Linked DNA regions of Mus musculus: all the other regions are linked to region 3. The links are chromatin contacts, called in public HiChIP or PLAC-seq maps. All regions are on one chromosome and are shown on one strand. Each heading gives the region's core, a stretch centred on a gene start, on an enhancer-like site or on the middle of the called end of the contact. The rest is flanking DNA. Distances are from core to core; before and after follow the strand shown. Region 1 has its middle 20 kb from the start of Gm39140. Region 2 has its middle 20 kb from the start of Ap3m2. Region 3 holds the start of Vdac3 (voltage-dependent anion channel 3).

Evidence for each region. HiChIP or PLAC-seq counts read pairs in DNA pulled down with a chosen protein or histone mark.
Region 1: an H3K27ac HiChIP or PLAC-seq map of embryonic stem cells shows a contact between it and region 3, with 12 read pairs. The contact joins the enhancer-like site here to the promoter of Vdac3 in region 3. A contact is called at or near these places in 3 of 39 promoter capture datasets (embryonic stem cells and macrophages), 1 of 15 datasets of contacts at CTCF or cohesin (the NIH/3T3 cell line), 10 of 484 Hi-C or Micro-C datasets (the 63-12 cell line, bone marrow-derived macrophages, brown adipocytes and 4 more), 41 of 115 datasets of contacts at active chromatin or transcription factors (the 230-238 cell line, DN3 thymocytes, the HPC-7 cell line and 26 more) and 4 of 9 other capture datasets (adipose tissue, liver, macrophages and 1 more).
Region 2: a CTCF HiChIP or PLAC-seq map of the NIH/3T3 cell line shows a contact between it and region 3, with 12 read pairs. The contact joins the enhancer-like site here to the promoter of Vdac3 in region 3. A contact is called at or near these places in 2 of 39 promoter capture datasets (the 3T3-L1 cell line and macrophages), 2 of 15 datasets of contacts at CTCF or cohesin (the NIH/3T3 cell line and pro-B cells), 6 of 484 Hi-C or Micro-C datasets (CD8 T cells, the HPC-5 cell line, cortical neurons and 3 more), 6 of 115 datasets of contacts at active chromatin or transcription factors (the 230-238 cell line, the NIH/3T3 cell line, bone marrow-derived macrophages and 3 more) and 2 of 9 other capture datasets (liver and macrophages).

What each region holds. Positions count from the first base shown.
Region 1 is chr8:22,433,172-22,435,871 of GRCm38.p6, forward strand. No RefSeq gene overlaps it. Among named protein-coding and RNA genes, the nearest start is that of Gm39140, 20 kb to the right of the region's middle. Within about 2 kb of position 1,445, at least 148 of the 459 cell types and tissues checked have an H3K27ac peak or open chromatin away from gene starts, as enhancers often do. A contact at or near this core is called in the 63-12 cell line, DN3 thymocytes, the HPC-7 cell line and 11 more, where this site is marked.
Region 2 is chr8:22,784,519-22,787,218 of GRCm38.p6, forward strand. No RefSeq gene overlaps it. Among named protein-coding and RNA genes, the nearest start is that of Ap3m2, 20 kb to the right of the region's middle. Within about 2 kb of position 1,368, at least 95 of the 459 cell types and tissues checked have an H3K27ac peak or open chromatin away from gene starts, as enhancers often do. A contact at or near this core is called in CD8 T cells, the NIH/3T3 cell line, effector CD8 T cells and 2 more, where this site is marked.
Region 3 is chr8:22,592,559-22,595,258 of GRCm38.p6, forward strand. Vdac3 (voltage-dependent anion channel 3) reads right to left here and starts at 1,255. Exons shown (of 9, transcript NM_011696.2): 1 at 1,126-1,255.

The DNA of each region.
Region 1 (2,700 bases), core at 195-2,694, 160 kb before region 3:
GTTCCACCACCTACACATGGCAGAGTAGGCTTGCTTGTTCACAAATCCACCGTGTCCCAGCACTACCTTTGGTGGCTAGGACATTTGGTGCCTGTTCTGAGCTTGGTTAACTGAGGGGCGTTGGTGGTGGGGTTATGATAACAGACGTGCCTTATCCAAGCACCACCTCATGGTGGCCTGGGCACATCTATTCATTTGCTTACCATGCCCTAGTGCCACCATGTGGTGGCTTCAGCAAGCCTGCTTACACACTTGCCAGGTCACACCACCATTATGTCATCTCCTGGGCATGACAGTTAAATGCCCAGGGGTATCAGATGCTTGCTGTGTCCCAGGGCCACTACATGGCAGCCTGGACATGCCTGTTCACATATGTACCATATCCCAACACCACCACAATGCAGGCTGGTTTCACCTGTGTGCATGCAACTGTGTTCAAGCACTGCCAAGCAGTGGCTTGGGTGTGCCTGCTTGTATGCATGCCGTGTCCCAGCCATGACACATAGCTGCCAGGGCACACCAGTTTGCATGATTTCTGTGTCCTAGTACCAGCATGTGACTGCCTGAGAATACCTACCGATTCACACACCTACTATGTCCCGGGGCTGCCAAGTTATGGTTTGTGCACACTTCTTTGCCTGCTTACCATGTTCCAGGACCTCCATGTGGCAGACTTGGCACACCTTTTCACATGGCTGCTTGGACATGGTAGTTCATATGTATATCATGTTCCAGCACTGCCTGGGCATGCCAGTTCATATGTATGTCATGTTTCAGCACTGCCTGGGCATGCCAGTTCATATGTATGTTATGTTCCAGCACTGCCTGGGCATGCCAGTTCATATGTATGTTATGTTCCAGCACTGCCTGAGCATGCCAGTTCATATGTATGTCATGTTCCAGCACTGCCTGGGCATGCCAGTTCATATGTATGTCATGTTCCAGCACTGCCTGGACATGCCCGTTCACATGCCTGCTATGTTCCAGTGCCAACACATGAGCCCATGCTCACCTGTCTGCACATATATTGTGTCCCAGAGCCTCAAATCACTAGCCAGATCATACCTGCTAGCACACCTACTATGTCTTAGCCTTGCCAGCCAGCAGCCAGGACACATCTGCACCATATCCCAGCACCATTGTGGAGTGGCTTGGACACATGCATTTGCACACCTACCATATGCCAGTGCTGCCAAGTGGTGGCCAGGCATGCCTATTCTCACCTGCCACATCTCTAGGCAGCTGTAGGGTATATACATTCTGTGTCTCTACGCCATTGCGTGACATCCTGAGCTCTCCTGTTCACACACATACCATGTCCCCCGCATTGCTACCTAGTGGTCTGGGCGGCTGCCACATGGTGGCCTATCACATCCCAGGGCTGCCATGTGGCAGACTTGTCAGAGACATTTACTAAATGCCTGCCATGTCCCAGATTTGCCACTTGGTGGAGTATTGCCTGTTTGCCTGCAAACCTGTCCCAGCACCAACACTTAGGAGCCTGGGCATGCCTTTATTTGTCTGGGAACATTGGTTCACACCTGCTGCCGTGCCTGCTATGTTCCAGTGCTACTGCCTCCTAGCCTGAGCACACCTGTTGGCACACTTGCCAAGTCCGACCACCACCACACGACAGCCTGGGCATGCCTGTTTGCATGCTCACCATGTCTGAGCAATGGTACATGTCTGAACATGTCCACATGCTTGCCGTGTCCCAGGACCTCCAAGTGGTGGCCCGGCCACATAGTTCACAGTTCTGCTGTGACCCAGAGCCACCATGTGGTAGCATGATCTCTCCTAGTCTCACATGTATGGTGTCCCAGCAGTGCCCATGGCAACCTGGTTCAACCTCTTTGGACTCAGTCCCTGTCCCACTGACACCAGGAGGCAAGCTTGGTCATGCCTGTTTGCATGCCTTCCATTTCCCAGAGCTGCTATGTGGTAACCTGGGCATGCCTATTCACATGTATTCTATGTCCCAACACCACCCCATGGAGTCCTAGGCCTAGGTATGGTGGAGTTTGTGAAAGAGAGGGAGACTGGACCTGGTGTGGGCTTTTTTTTTTTTTTTTTTGAACCTCAAAGCCCCCAGCCCCAAGGACACACCTCCTCCAACAAGGCCACACCTCCTAATGGTTCCCAAAGGTGTTCACTAATTGGGAACCAAATACTCAAATATATGAGCTTATGAAGGCCTTTTCATTTAAATCACCACATCTAACTATAACAGGGATATATATATATATATATATATATATACATATATATATATATATATAGTGTGTTTGTGTGTGTGTGTGTGTGTGTGTGTGTGTGTGTGTGTGTGTGTGTCTATACATATAACCCTAATTACAACAGATCTAGGGAAGATGTGTATGAGAAAAACTACTACACACAGCTTTCCAGTTATGACAGGGATAGGAAATGCATGTGTGTGCACCAGCATATACAGAACTACCTGATAGAAGAAATACAAGTTCGTGACTCTCCACAAAAACACCTGTCTGTAATAGATCATGGGAATACGTGTGTGTGACTCTGCTACTCCTGTTATGTGACAAGATTGTCCCCAGAGAGATACAACACACCCATCTACTCACCCACTGGGAGTAGATTGGGAGCCCATGACAGACCAACGTACAGATACTGTCAACGTCCAACTTGGTAAACTTATGAGTTGTGTTTGGGTTATTTCCAGGG
Region 2 (2,700 bases), core at 118-2,617, 190 kb after region 3:
AGCTGGCTTCCTCCCTCCCCCACTGGAAAAGACTTTCTTCAGACACTAGGATTACTGAGACTGAAACCGAAGCTGAAAAGCCTCCTGGGATGGGAATACAAAGTCAAAAGGCCCCAACATTCCTGAGGGGAGTCCTGGAAACCATACACAGATGAAGACAATTGCTCATTCTTGCAGGGAAGTGTCCAACTGGACGGTCATATGAATCATATTAAAGGGTCAGGCGAGCTCATCCCTGCCCAGAGTTGGTTAGGAAATGCAGGGTGCGAAGTCTGGAATTCACCAGAAGGGGACCAGTCAAGGGGAAGTCAATGCTACCTCATTATTCCTGGTTGGTAATACAAGAGGATAGCAGACCCAAAGAGCAACTATGATCCCAGATAACTGCATGGTGGGTTTTGGTTGTCAGAGACCAGAGGAGCACAGAGCCCAGGTCTGTGCATGGCAAGGTCTAATAGACTTCAATTCCGTATACAAAAGCTGAGCACACAATCTTTAGTGTTTCAGATCCCTTGGGCTTCTCATCAAGTCCCTTTTTAAAGCCATTAACAATCACAACCAGTTTTGATGGCACCTAGTCACCACCTACTGGCATAGAAGAAAATATAAGTTGATGACGTTTCCTGCTCCCAGGCCCAATCCCTCTAAAACAAGACCGAGGGAAGGGATACAGCAGTCAGCCCTGATCTGTACAGAACCCATTCCAAGATCCCAGTGGGAGTTTTGTTTTTTGCATATGTTTTTTTAAGTGCTTTACAATTTCAGTTACAAGTATTGTCCTTACTGAGGCATTCACGTGGGATTTTTGTTCTTATTGGGAACTTTGAATTTCTCATTGAGAGGAAGCATTTTCTTTCAGTCTTCTTATTTTTTCACTGGCCTATCCAACCCCCCCCCGAACCCCCCCCCCCCCGCATTTACTTGTGAAGTAGGGCTACTAAATAAAATAGCGGTTACCTGAGCACAAAGAGACCAGATACTATGGCCATTGTTAAGAGTGGAGACTGGCCGGTCCTTAGTGGCCAGCGAGACCAGGGGCAAGGTGTGATCTGTGTCCAGGGAAAGATGGGGCCTGCCAGGGTGGGATGGCAAGTCAGTGAAAGACTTCATCACGCTGCTCAGAATAATACACAACCTGAAAGGTTGCCCTTTCCTGGGGTTTTCCATTTAATATTTGCAAAGTTGCTAGGGAAAAGGGAGGGCACTGTACTAGAGACATGTGTGAGAAGTGGGCAAAAAAACCCAAATAAACCAACCTGGATCCATGAGTGAAGCCACTTACAGCCAAACCTGATGACTTGAGTCCTCTGGAGTCACATAAAGGAAACAGAGAAGTGACACCCACCCTACCCCCACAGGCTGTCCTTTCATTTCATCATGAAGGCTGTGGTATATAGAACCTGTCTCCCAATAGAGACATACATATGTAGTGTCTAAGAGAAACAGAAACTGAACTTTAAAAAAAAATGTTCAATGGTGTTTTGGCTGTGTGAAGCAGTTGCAGTCTCTGGAACTGGAGTTACAGATGTGAGCTTCCACGTGGGTGCTGGGAATTGAACCCTGATCCTCTGGGAGAACAGCCAGTGCTCTTTACCTCTGAGCCATCTCTCCAGCCCCAAAACTGAGCTCTTAACAAGCACAACACACTTCCAGGTAGTGAACAGACATCTGTTGGGGTGCACCGTGTGAAAGCTGACTCTGTATATACAATTGCTGATCACTGTACCAGCTGAGAGCTGGCCTGACTTTGGTGGTGTTATTCTTAGGCCTCATCATCTGCCTCGGTACTTTGTAAATACCCCTCCTTCCTCACCCATTGATTGGCTTAATAAAGATCTGACAGCCAGTAGCTAGGCAGGAAAGGGAAGGCAGGCTGAGAGAGGGTCTCTGGGAAAAGAATCAGAGGCGGGGATTCACCACCAGATAAGGAAGTGGTTGTAGGTACCGAGAAGGTGGTTGGACAAACTGGGACAGAGAGAGCGGCAAAGAACTAATCACATGGTGTGTCGTGGGCTAGGATAAGGTTAAGTTGAATGAGCTAGATGGGAGATAGCCCAAGCTAAAAGCGTAAGCTATACTAGAAATCAGTAAGTCCCTACGTCATTTAATCTCTGGCAGGTCCAGAAAGTCCTGCTATAGATGTCTAGAAAATTGGTTTAGAGAGTTATCAGTGACTACTCGTATCAACTGGCAGCATTAGACTCCACCTGGTGCTTGGAATGAGACTCACTCTTTATAGGCTCTGTGTTTGGATTCTTGGTCCAGTTGAAAAGGATTAGAAAGTGTGGTCTTATGGGAGTAGGTGTGTCGCTGGGGGGTGAGCCCTGAGGCCCAAAAGCCCATGTCATTCCCACTCTGCTCTCTGCCCCCTACTTGTGGGTCAAGTGGTGAGCTCTCATCATACCTGCCATCTTGCCTTTGCTCCGGCATCACGGACTCTAACCCTGTGGAACTGTAAGCCCAATTAAACACCTTCTTTAATGAGTTGCCTTGGTCGAGGTGTTTTGTCCCAGCAATGGAAAAGTAAGTAAGATGCCCATCTCCCTCAGAAAAACCTCTACAAGAGACACTTGGGAACTGGCAGCTCCACCCTCTGCCCGTGTGGCACACAGGAAAGGACTGGCATGGGCACCTGGGGCTTTAATGGCTTTGCCTTTTACAACCTGGAGAAACCATTAGATTCCTCTAGACCTTAGCTGC
Region 3 (2,700 bases), core at 5-2,504:
ACGTGTACATACACCACATAAACAAGTTCACACACACACCCAAAATTTATAGAGAAATGGGGATGGCGTATGGGTAAAGCACTTATCTTACATAGAAGAGGATCTATAATTGATGCCACGGGTTTTATCCAAGGCATCAATCAAAAGGAAAAGTTAAGGAGTCAAGGCAAATGAGTGGTATTGATGTTCTACATCAATCTATAATAAAATTCTGCTCTATGTTACAGAGTTTGGAGTCCACTAGCAGGGTAATTTTACAGTCCCGGTAGTAATGTAAATCTTTTGCCATCATTCTAGGAGGGAGGAAACACAGGTCTTACGTATTCAGACAGAAACGTTTATACAGTTTTAGGTTTTCATACTGATCAGGGAGAAAATAAACCAAGGTGGTCGAAATGTCTAAGTGCTATTTACAAGCTGCGTTTAGCGTTTTTGATCCACTGTTTCTCAAAAATCATCACTTTGCAAAAGTCAAGTGGATAACTGAAGTCGTTCATGCCCAAACTGTCCCTTACTCGGACCCATGATTCTAATGGGAAATGCACTGCTGGTATGATCAAGCAAAAAAATCGAGAAAACCCGGACTCCATGTTACTCGAGAGTCAAGCTACAACCTCACAATCATCTTAGCGCTACAAGACAGCTATGCACCATGCCCTGAGGCTGCATTAGAGCCTGAGAGGACGACAAAAGGCACTAACTAGAGGAGACAGCTTCTCTTTTGTTCCTTGTTTCTGCTTTTTAAGATGCATGAAGAGCATCCACCCTTCGGCCGTCGGGAGTGCAAGACACGCCTGACAAGTGCTGGACACACCAGACAGCGGGGTGAGGACAGGGTCGGGTGTAGGTTTGGGGTTCCGGGACTCGTCCTCTCTAGAAACCGCCCGCCTTCCAGCCTGGCCCCGGGCAGACCGCCAGTGCGCACGCCGGGTGCGGCGGAAGGTCGCGGCCGGCCCAGGGCGGCGACTCCCGCCCTCAGGCGACCAACAGGGTCCGGGCAGCGGAGTCTCCCCTGCCTCGCCTCGCCCTAGGTCGGCGCCCCTCAGCTCCTCCTCCGTGGCCTCGGCCGGCTCCTCAGGCCCGCCGGCCATCCGCCCACCCGGCCCGCGGCAGCGGTCGCCTCACCTACAACCCGAGGGTGGGCCCGTCCCGCTCCACCAAGGCAACGCTGAAGGTCTTCTCGAACCAACGCCGTCTGCGCCTGCGCGACCTCGCTCCCCCGCCGCGCCTGTGCGCCTGCGCGCCCGTCGTCCCCCAGCGCGAGTGCGCGCGGCGCGGCGCCGCGCCTCAGACCAGACGTGCAAGGGGCCCCGCGGCGGGCGCCTAGGCCAACTGTCCGGCTGCGCGTGCGCGGGCGAGTGCGCGGGCGCAGTGGGGGCCCTGCTGGCGGGTGACCGGCGCGGGGTGGTGTGGAAATGGCCGAAAGGCCTTTGAGGACCTTTGCTGGGCCGGGAGGCGCGGCTCTCGCGAGAATGTGCCAAAGCCGTAGCTACTGTCCCCTGAAGGGGCGCGGGCGGGCAGGGCGCCAGCAGAGACCCAGGGCGGGCTCTGCGGACGCGAGCTGCCAGCCAGAGTGTCGCTCCCAGACCCTGCCACCCTCTCTATGGTGGATGACTTGCAGGTCTTTATGGGAACTTCGTCCCAGGTCAACTGTAATTTTAAAATGTGAGTCTTCTCAGTTGGAACGATGAGAGAAAACCCAGGCCCTAGAGGTTAGGCGACTGCGGGCTTCTAGAGCATGCAAGTTAATTCAAGAGAGAGAGAGGATGGAGAGAGAGCTCTTCTTAGAAGAGAAATCAATGTCGCAGGAATTGTGCAAGGAACACACCACTGCTTTAGAGCCACCTTAGTGACAACCGATTCCCCAGCAAACGGTTAAGGAGATCCCGATGGTTCCCAGGACTCACTCACTCCGCGGATTATTTACTGAAGAGGAAAGGACCTTCACAGCCAGAAAATCGCCTTCACCAAGTGACTAAAGCTAACTTCAGGTGCCCTGTCATTCACAGAAAGGGACACAAGTCGATATTCTTATATTCTTGGTTGTGAACCTAGCCTTTAACGGCTGAGCCATCTCTCCAGCCCACGAGTCAGTATTCTTAACAAAGCATGTAATTTGTCTATGGGCGAGAAAGCAAATCCAAATTAAGGGACGTTCTGCGAAGCAACTGCTCAATCTTCAATGTCATGAAAGATGAAGAAAAGGGTTTAAGAACAAAAAGATGTAATGCTAAAGTGTTTTTGTGAGTCTCAGTTGGACTGTGGATAAAACAAAAGGGCTATTGAACACAACCAAGCAACTGAGGAGATTTGAGTAAACTACACTAGTACACTAGTACTAGAGCAACGTAGAATCTGAGGGTACTGTGCCTTGGTTATGTACAAATGGCCTTTTTGGAAATATTTGTTGATGTTTCTACCGCTAACTCTTTTTATTGAAAATAATTTTTCATACACTATATCCCGGTCATGTTTCCCCACCCCCAGCTCCTCCCAGATTCCCCCAACCACCTGACTCCATGCCTTCTTTATTTCTCTCTTTAGAATACAAATAGTCAAACAAACCAGAACTTAAAAAAAGAAAAATAATAAAGAGGAAGTACGAGGAGAGTAGACACATAAACACAGAGTCCATAACATACACACAAAACACAAGTAAAACAAAACAAAAGGCCCAAAGTCAGAATCATTGAGTTCATT